2 separate regions of the Callithrix jacchus genome follow, and region 1 is linked to region 2. The links are chromatin contacts, called in public Hi-C maps. All regions are on one chromosome and are shown on one strand. Each heading gives the region's core, a stretch centred on a gene start, on an enhancer-like site or on the middle of the called end of the contact. The rest is flanking DNA. Distances are from core to core; before and after follow the strand shown.

The links. A called contact is a pair of places that touch in the nucleus more often than the background predicts.
Region 1: a Hi-C map of induced pluripotent stem cells shows a contact between it and region 2, with 2.4 times the contacts expected there. The contact joins two enhancer-like sites. A contact is called at or near these places in 2 of 3 Hi-C or Micro-C datasets (induced pluripotent stem cells and skeletal muscle).

The regions. Positions count from the first base shown.
Region 1 is chr14:105,166,555-105,170,734 of calJac240_pri, forward strand. No RefSeq gene overlaps it. Among named protein-coding and RNA genes, the nearest start is that of TAF1B, 37 kb to the left of the region's middle. Within about 2 kb of position 2,772, at least 3 of the 16 cell types and tissues checked have an H3K27ac peak or open chromatin away from gene starts, as enhancers often do.
Region 2 is chr14:105,003,000-105,007,435 of calJac240_pri, forward strand. GRHL1 (grainyhead like transcription factor 1) reads right to left here. Exons shown (of 14, transcript XM_078349970.1): 7 at 1,061-1,219. Among named protein-coding and RNA genes, the nearest start is that of GRHL1, 36 kb to the right of the region's middle. Within about 2 kb of position 2,947, at least 2 of the 16 cell types and tissues checked have an H3K27ac peak or open chromatin away from gene starts, as enhancers often do.

The sequences.
Region 1 (4,180 bases), core at 1,522-4,021, 160 kb after region 2:
GCATAATCGCGTGGCAGCAGGAGGCCAGTAGTGGCACCCAGAGCATCTGCTGGGATCCATCAGGATGCATGGGAAGAGGACTCCAGGGCCCCCAGCGGGGAAGTGACTCAGGCACCAGGGCAGACAACAGGCCTGACTCGGGTCTGCGGGTTCTCTCCGGCAGGGCTTCCCATCCTTCTCCCAGTCAGGGAGTGTGTGATTCCGCACCACTGCCATGGAGCACACACTGGGGTGGCTGGAACTCCAAATTTACTCCCTCGAAGTTTGGGACCCAGAAAGTCCAAAATCAAGATGGGGCAGGGGCGATTCTGAGATTCTGGGCAGAATCCTGCCTGCCTCTCCAGGTGCTGGCCTGGCCAGGAGCCCTTGGTGTCCTGGCCTGCCGTGGTGGCAGCACTTCAGCCTCTGCCTGTCCCCACGAGGCATATCCCTGTGTGTCACTGTCCTCGTGTGGCATTGTCTTCTTTTGAGTTGGAGTCTCACTGTGTCACCCAGGCTGGAGTGCAGTGGCGATCTCTACTCACTGCAACCTCCACCCCTTGGATTCATGCGATTCTCCTGCCTTAGGCTCCTGAGTAGCTGGGATTACAGGCACCTGCCATAGTGCCTGGCTAATTTTTGTATTTTTAGTAGAGACAGGGTTTCACCATGTTGGCCAGGCTGGTCTTGAACTCCTGACCTCGTGATCCATCTGCCTCAGCCTCCCAAAGTGCTGGGATTACAGGCGTGAGCCACCCCGCCCAGCCTGCACTGTCTTCTTCTTCTAAGGACAGTTGTAGTGGACAGTCCATCCTAATGGCCTCATCTTAACTTGATTACTCTGCAAAGACTCAATTTCTAAGTAGGATCACCTTTACAGGTACCGGAGTTCAGGATGAAAACATCTCTTTCTGGGGGCACAATTCAACCTTGAACAGGGGAGGAGCTCAGCTTTGGTGAGCAGAGCCTGGCGCTATGAGTTCCAAGCTTGACATTTCTTTCCAGTCATGAGTTTTAGCTTCAAACTCCTTGCATTTCTGCATTATTCTCTATTCTGATTCATATTTGCTGTAATAGGAAATACAGTATGATTTCCTCAAATCTTTGCCACTTCAGTGAGAAGAAACATGTTTATCCTGTGCATCCATAACCTTCAATGCACTTCTGAATTGTCTCAAGGGAGTTTATCCCCAATTTGAAAAGTTTAAACCAACATGAATTCATGTAATACTCACAGCTCAGGCCTGTGATTCCAGCACTTCGGGAGGCTGAGGCCAGCGGATCACCTGAGGTCAGGAGTTCAAGAGCAGCTTGGCCAACATAGTGAACACTACTCAAAATACAAACATTATCCGGGCGTGGCGGCGTGTGCCTGTAATCCCAGCTACCCGGGAGACTGAGGCTGGAGAATTGCTTGAACTCAGGAGGCAGAGGTTGTAGTGAGTGGAGATCGCGCCACTGCACTCCAGCCTGGGCGACAGAGCGAGACTCTGTCTCATAAAAACAAGCAAGCAAGCAAACAAACACGAAACAACCCAGTGAGGTATGCAGAGTCCACAGAAGGGGAGGCAGGTTGATCTGCTGGAGTCACACCCTCGTAGGTAGGGAGTCCGCGGGGAGTCAGTTCTCTCTCAGCTTGTTGGTCAGGCTAGGGTTTTTTGTTTTTTACCATAAGTGCATGATAAAGGGTATGAGGAAAGGGGAAGGGAGAGAGGTTTGCATGCCTGTTGTGAAAAGTGGGGATGGGAATTCTGAAATAAAAACACAGTTTGCCACGGAGCAGTAGCGTAAACCCATCCAGCCAAGCATATTCCAAGCTGTCCATCTACCCAGACAGCCACGTCAGAAACGCCCTTCAGTGCTTCCCTGTAGAAGGGAGGAAAGCACTTTTACATTTTAGTTCTGCTTGTTTGGAAGTTGTTTTAAAGGTCATTGAAGTGGGTTTTTTCTTTTTTTAACAGAGAGCTGTTTCCAGCCACTGTATGAGCCCATCTAAGTGAAATTGCGAGCATTAAGTAGAGAGGTGCCCCTTCATCCACCCCCACCATCATCTGCTCACCATCCACCCACCCTTGCAGCAGACCCTCACTGGGCACCTGTACCAGGAGACCGTCACTGAAAGGCAGCACCTCTGCCCATCAGAAGCTCATATAGGGAGAAGCGGTGGCCACAGCGAAGGTGTCCCCGGATCCTAGAGGCACTTGGAGAACAAGGGAGGGCTGTGGACATGCCACATCTGCATGTGTGCCTGCATGTTCTGGGTGCATGCCTGTATGTTTCCGTGTGTGTGTTTGCTTGTGTGCATGTGCAGTGTGTGCGTGAGAGAGAGAGAGGCTGAGAGTACAAGTGGGTGTAAGCACACACACCCGCCCAGCAGCCCTGCCTGTCTGCTCAGAGTTTCGCCTGCCACCCGGCCACGCCCTGTGATCCCCGTCCCAGGCTGGGTGCAGCCAGGACACCTGTTGCCAGCTCCAAGCACCTGCCTGGTTGCTGTACCCATGTCCTGTGCATGTCCCAAGCCAGCCCCCTGGGGTAATCCAGGCCATGACTCAGGAGCGTTGTGCTGGGACATCTGAGACCCCTAGCCCTGCCCTAGGGATCGGGGCAGGCGGTGCCATCTCCTGCAGCTGGGCTGGGCCCAGGCAGCCTGGATCTCTGTTTGCTCCAGAGGACGGGTGCATCCTGCTTGGGGGCTATGTGAGGCCTGCTGCTTTCACCCACAGATTCCAAAGGTTCTCAAGACAGGATTTGCTAGAGGAAAGAGCCAGTTAGGGCAATGCTCGTGCTGTTTGGATCAGAGTGAATCCCAGGCCCTCCTGGGAGGCTTTAGGCTCTCAGCTCCGCCATCTCTGGGGGTGAGGGCACACCGGCCACTCTGTTGGGGCATCTCTGCTCAGCACCCTGTGGGCTCATTACAGACTCGAGTGCATCCTCAGCGGGAACGGCCTGGCTGCTTCTGCCTGGTTCCTTCACATAGGCTGAGCTTCTTGGCCAGCATCTCACCGCTGGGCGGAAGCAGAGCAGGGCTGCCTGCTGCATCCAGCAGCCTCTTGTCAATCTCGGCCCCTGCCTGGGAGAGAGTCCCAGTACAAAGGGCAGAGGATGTGTCGGTGAGACCATCCAGTGGAACCAGCCAGTGATGTGTCGGTGAGAAAGACCCGGAGGAAACGGGAGGGGCCACAGGCCTGTGACTCTCCCACTGTTCTGCCGCGTGCCCACACCTGCTCGAGCTGGTGTCTTCCCGGGTGGGGGCTGCATCGCTTGCTCTGCATGTGACCTAGAGGATCCCACCCATCACCCTCCAGCACCAGCAGAACAAAGACCCCACGGTGGCCAGGCCTGTGCGGTGTAAACCACTTCCCCGGGTCTCTTAGTGTCCTCACTACTACATCCTCCACGTTCCAGAGGAGAAACTGAGGCCCTGAGGACACCCGGAATTGCCCAGGGCCACACCAAAGGGAAAGAGGTGACGCTGAAGTGGACATGGGACGCTGATGGGGTGCAGAGAATGCGATACCTTGGCTTTCCAAGCCTGGGGCTGGTTGTCCACATCCAGGAATTCCCTGTAAGGATTTCCTCTTCATGGCAAGCAGTTGTAGCACCACGAGTACCCACGGCCACTCCCACGGGGCCCTCTGTGTGATGACTGTGCCCAGCACTGGGCACCTAGGAACCAAGGCCCAGAGAGTTCCAGGTGGGTGGAGAGAGCCAGAGCCTTCCTGGCAGGCCCTAAGGCTTTTCAGTAGTGCCACTGGCTTTCTAGAAGGTTGCTGTGTGATTGGAAACCTGTGCTTTGAAATACGATTATCTGTATGGGTAGGAGGTTGAACTGGAGGCAGCAGCGAGGGGTGGCAGTGCCAGGCCAGAAATGGATGCGGGGCCTCCTTGTGTGGGCGGCCACCCCGCCCCCCCAGCTACGCTATCCTTACAACCAAATCCCCAAAACGGGGCTGAGCCGACCCTTCTGAGTTAGAGTAGAGGAGAAGGAAGGGGCTATGGGAGGAGAGGAGCACACGGAGCTGGCCCACATGGAGAGAGGGACCCCGCATAGCAGAGTAGTGTTGGTGGAGGTTTGCCATCAGAGTGATCTTAGTGACTGTGCCACCTCGGCCCTGACCTGGGCAGTGCCAGTGAACCTGTGAGGGGACTGGGGCCCAAGGTCCCGGAGGAGCAGGGTAATGAAGATGCGGCTGTCTCAGAA
Region 2 (4,436 bases), core at 1,697-4,196:
GGGGAAACCCTGTCTCTACCAAAAATACAAAATTAGTTGGGCGTGGTGGCGCATACCTGTAACCCCAGCTACTTGGGAGGCTGAAGCAGGAGAATCGCTTGAACCCAGGAGGTGGAGGTTGCAGTGTGCCAAGATCTTGCCATTGCACTCCCACCTGGGCAACAAGAACAAAACTCCATCTCAAAAAAAAAAAAAAATTAGCCAGGTGTGGTGGTTTGCATCTGTAATCCCAGCTACTCAGGAGGCTGAGGCATGAGAATCGTTCAAACCCAGGAGGCAGAGGCTGCAGTGAGCCCCAAGATCGTGCCGTTGCACTCCAGCCTGGGTGGCAGAGCCAGACTTTGTCTAAAAAAAAAAAAAAAAGCTGTTTTGCTGTTTTTACACTTTGGGAAGCCAAAATGAAAGGATCACTTAAGGCTAGGAGTTCAAGACCAGCCTGGGCAACATGGCGGGACCCCATCTCTACAAAAAATTTAAAAAATTAGCTGAGTGTGATGGCATGTACCTGTAGTCCCAACTATTCAAGAGACTGAGTTTGAGGAACTGCTTGAGCCAAGGAGGTTGAGGCTACAGTGAGCAGTGATTGTACCACTGAATTCCAGCCTGGGTGACAGAGTGAAACCTCATCTTCGATAAAGGCTGGGCGCTGTGGTTTGTGCCTGTATTTCTAGCACTTTGGGAGCTGGAGGCAGGCAGATTACCTGAGCTCAGGAGTTCGAGACCAGCCTGGGCAACATGGCAAAACCCCGTCTCTACTAAAAATACACAAAAATTAGCTAGGTATGGTGGTGTGCACCTGTAATCCCAGTGACTGGGGAGGCTGAGGCACAAGAATTGCTTGAACCCAGGAGGCAGAGGTTGTAGTGAGCCGAGATTATACCACTTCACTCCAGCCTGGGTGACAGAGTAAGACTCTGTCTCAAAAATAAATAAATAAAATTTACAAAGCTATTCTCTATTAACAGCTATATTCTCATTTTAATATCAAATATTAAAGACACCCTGGTCTTTTTCCATGAGTGTCTCAAACTCTTGTTCCAAGCATCGCTGCTGATTTTACCTTGTCACAGAAGACCTTGATCTGGCAGTAGGCTCGGTGTACAGGCTTGTTGCTGCGGTTGTTGTAACTATAGGTATCAATCTGAATGTTAAGAGGCAACCCCTTCACTCCCTTCTGGGAAGAGAAATCTGTGCTTAAGCAGTTCACAGAGATGAAAACCTGCAAAGAGAAGAGAAGGTTCCATAAGCAACAGGCCACAGCTCATGAAAATATTAACATCACTCCAATTACTCAAGTCCATTTTAAATGAGAAGTTCAGCTTCTCATTTTTTAAAAAAGAGTTTTTAAAAAGAGGCAATCTGGGGTTTATTTTAAAATTGCCTTTGGTCATAGAAATAGATCTTAAAGAGGAGGAAGAGTCGGCAGCTCTGAGCCTCTGCTTACATTCCCTTCCAGAATCCCTATTTAGTATCAGCTAGGACGGTGGAAGAGGCTGGTTAGCTTTCCTTATGCCATGTTGCAGAGTTACCAGGAGCATAGCTCCCTCTGCAGTACAAACTTCTGGGAATCCACCTATATTTATGTTGACACAACCTCTTAGGATAACCGGTAGTACTCTGTGTCCTAATATTTTAGAACTTATGAAATCAGTGTTCCTCTAATCCACAATTTTTATGACCATAAGATTCCAATAAAGTTCTCTCTCAATCTCTGCCTATCCAGACTAAACAGTCCTCAGTTCTTTCCAGTTTGTTCTTATTAATCTTTTGGTTATCAAGTAACACTGGGCCCAGTCTTCAAGGAATAATTTATAATTTACAATTATTTCCATACTCCTTTCTAGGTATGGAAATATCGGTGCAAGGGTCTTTTATTTAAACACAATTGGATTCTTTACATGCCCAGATTAAAACTAAGACAAAAATGGTAAAGTTTGTTAATGGGTTAATAACTTAATGATCATTAAACACTCAGGAATGTGTTCCTCATTCAAGAAGTTCCACATAGATGTGGTGAAAACTTCCTAAAATAACCCGGGAAGATGTTATGCTGGCAGGTCTATGTCCACAAAAGAAAAGAAGAATCCAATTCTTTAAGCAATACTTCTACTATTCAACCATTTACAAAATTACTTCGGAGAAACTATCTAAAGCAAACTTTTAGCTTCTCAACACAGTTTCAAAAGTCTGTTTTCCTATCAGTGCCCAAGTCCAAGCCACCACTTCTTACAGAAGCAATTTTTTTTTTTTTTTGAGACAGTCTAGCTCTGTCGTCCGGGCAGGAGTGTGGTGGTGTGATCTCAGCTCACCACAACCTCTGCCTTCCAAACCATCCTCCCACCTCAGCCTCCCAAGTAGCTGGGACCACAGGTGTGCACCACCACACCCAGCTAATTTTTGTATTTTTGTTTGTAGAGACAGGGTTCTGCTATATTGCCCAGGCTGGTCTCGAACTCCTGAGCTCAAGTGATCCTATCACCTTGGCCTCTCAAAGTGCTGGATTTCAGGAAGGAGCTACCACACCCAGCCCACAAGTACAGTATTAAAGATGACTTCCAAGTACAGAAGGTTAGCACCAGCTACACTCACTCCATCTGCTAGCATGTGCCTGAGTGACGCAGTGAGCAAGAAAGAACCCATCCAGGGGGATTCCCCCACCTTCAAATGGAAGGCGGAAGATGTCACACCCTTCTCTCCTCTCCTGGGATCCAAATCAGTTCTCTCCCAGCACATTTTCTCAAAAGTTAAAATAAACTGAGTCACATTATTAATACGACACTGGAAGCTGCTACTTAGAGAAAACCAGTGTACAGCAAACAAACATGTGCCGTTTCCCCACTATTTTTATAATTCTGGATTCTTAAAATGTTTTTGAGCTTCTTTTCAACCACTTTTAGAATTTATTTCTGATGCATGTGCACCACACAGTGGACATTACTGGAATTACAGTTTTAAAAACAAGACTGGCCCATTTCAAACCCAAGCCCTGTGAGCTGACATAGCCCTTGGGTCAACAACCAAGAATGGGTCCATCACGAGCAGCACTGGGTGTCACTGGCTGAACTAGGGCAGATGGGGAGAAATTTACCTTATAATGGGGGTGGGGGCAGCTATATGAACTTGTAAGATGAAGGAGAAGGAAGGGAGGGAGAAGAGGGAAGTCAGGATCATGGTGACAAAGATGGCTCTCTAGAAGGCATGCAAAATGTAAAATGCTGAGGTGGGGGTTTTACCCTCACTCTAGGCTATACACTGTTTTTCAGCAGGAAAAGACCAACACATCCTAAAAAGATAGAGGACTGGAGTCCAAGTTAACAGATTTAAAAGTCATCTCTGATCTTGTCCCAAGCCCTCCACCCAGGCCGATCTCACTTCCCTGAACACATTCTGCATATCCAATTCCGCCTCACCTTAGTCTTTGTCCACTTCCTGCTAGTGGCTTCCCAGGCAGACCCACCTCCACAGCTTCCCCTGTCTGTCTCCATCTGTAAGGCTGGCCTGAGTCCCATGCCACACATGGTCACAAGCACCAGGCTGGCCACACAGCAGAGGGACCACACACTGCGCACGTGGCTTCAGGACCTGTGCTGGGCATGTCAGGCACAGCCTCACCACACAGGAAAAGGGACCATCATCCTACTTGTACAGATGAAGCCCACAGTGGTGTTTAAAAGGTAGAAAGCGATGCACCAGGGTTCATCAGAGGGCCTTCCTCTTCATACCCTGCCATGTCTCTCCCAAACCAACATCTTCCCTGATTAGCTGGCTTTGATCTCCTACTTGGGATGGTTTGCCTTTTGATATGCGCATGGTTCATCTCCCTGATTAGACTGTAAATATTTAGCAGTCTGGGTCCATATTCCATAATTTGTCCTTTCCAATATGGAGCACAGTGCCTTATCCTGCCTGCTATGATTTTTCTTTCCATTTAAACTTATTTCCAGTAAATAAGCAAATTGCTTTAATTTAAATACCTAGATCTAGATATAGAGGCAAAAGTGGCATGTACAAATTCCAACAGCATTACAGAAAATATGTGTTTTGATTTCTTTTTGTTTTTGAGACGGAGTCTTGCTTTGTCACCCAGGCTGGAGTGCAGGGGCGCAATCTCAGCTTACTGCAATCTCTGCCTCCCAGGTTCAAGTGATTCTTCTGCCTCAGCCTCCCGAGTAGCTTGGATTATAGGCATGTGCCACCACACCCCGCTAATTTTATATTTTTAGTAGAGACCACATTGGTTAAGCTGGTCTCGAACACCTAACCTTGTGATCCGCCCACCTCAGCCTCCCAAAGTGCTGGGATTAAGGGCATGAGCCACTGCGCCTGGCCTGACTTTATATCTTTTCTTACATTTTTTTTTAAAAAAAAAACACTTTAAGTACAATCCCCAAATCCACAAATTAGAGGTAAGGACAGTCTGTGGAATCCATTCAGGT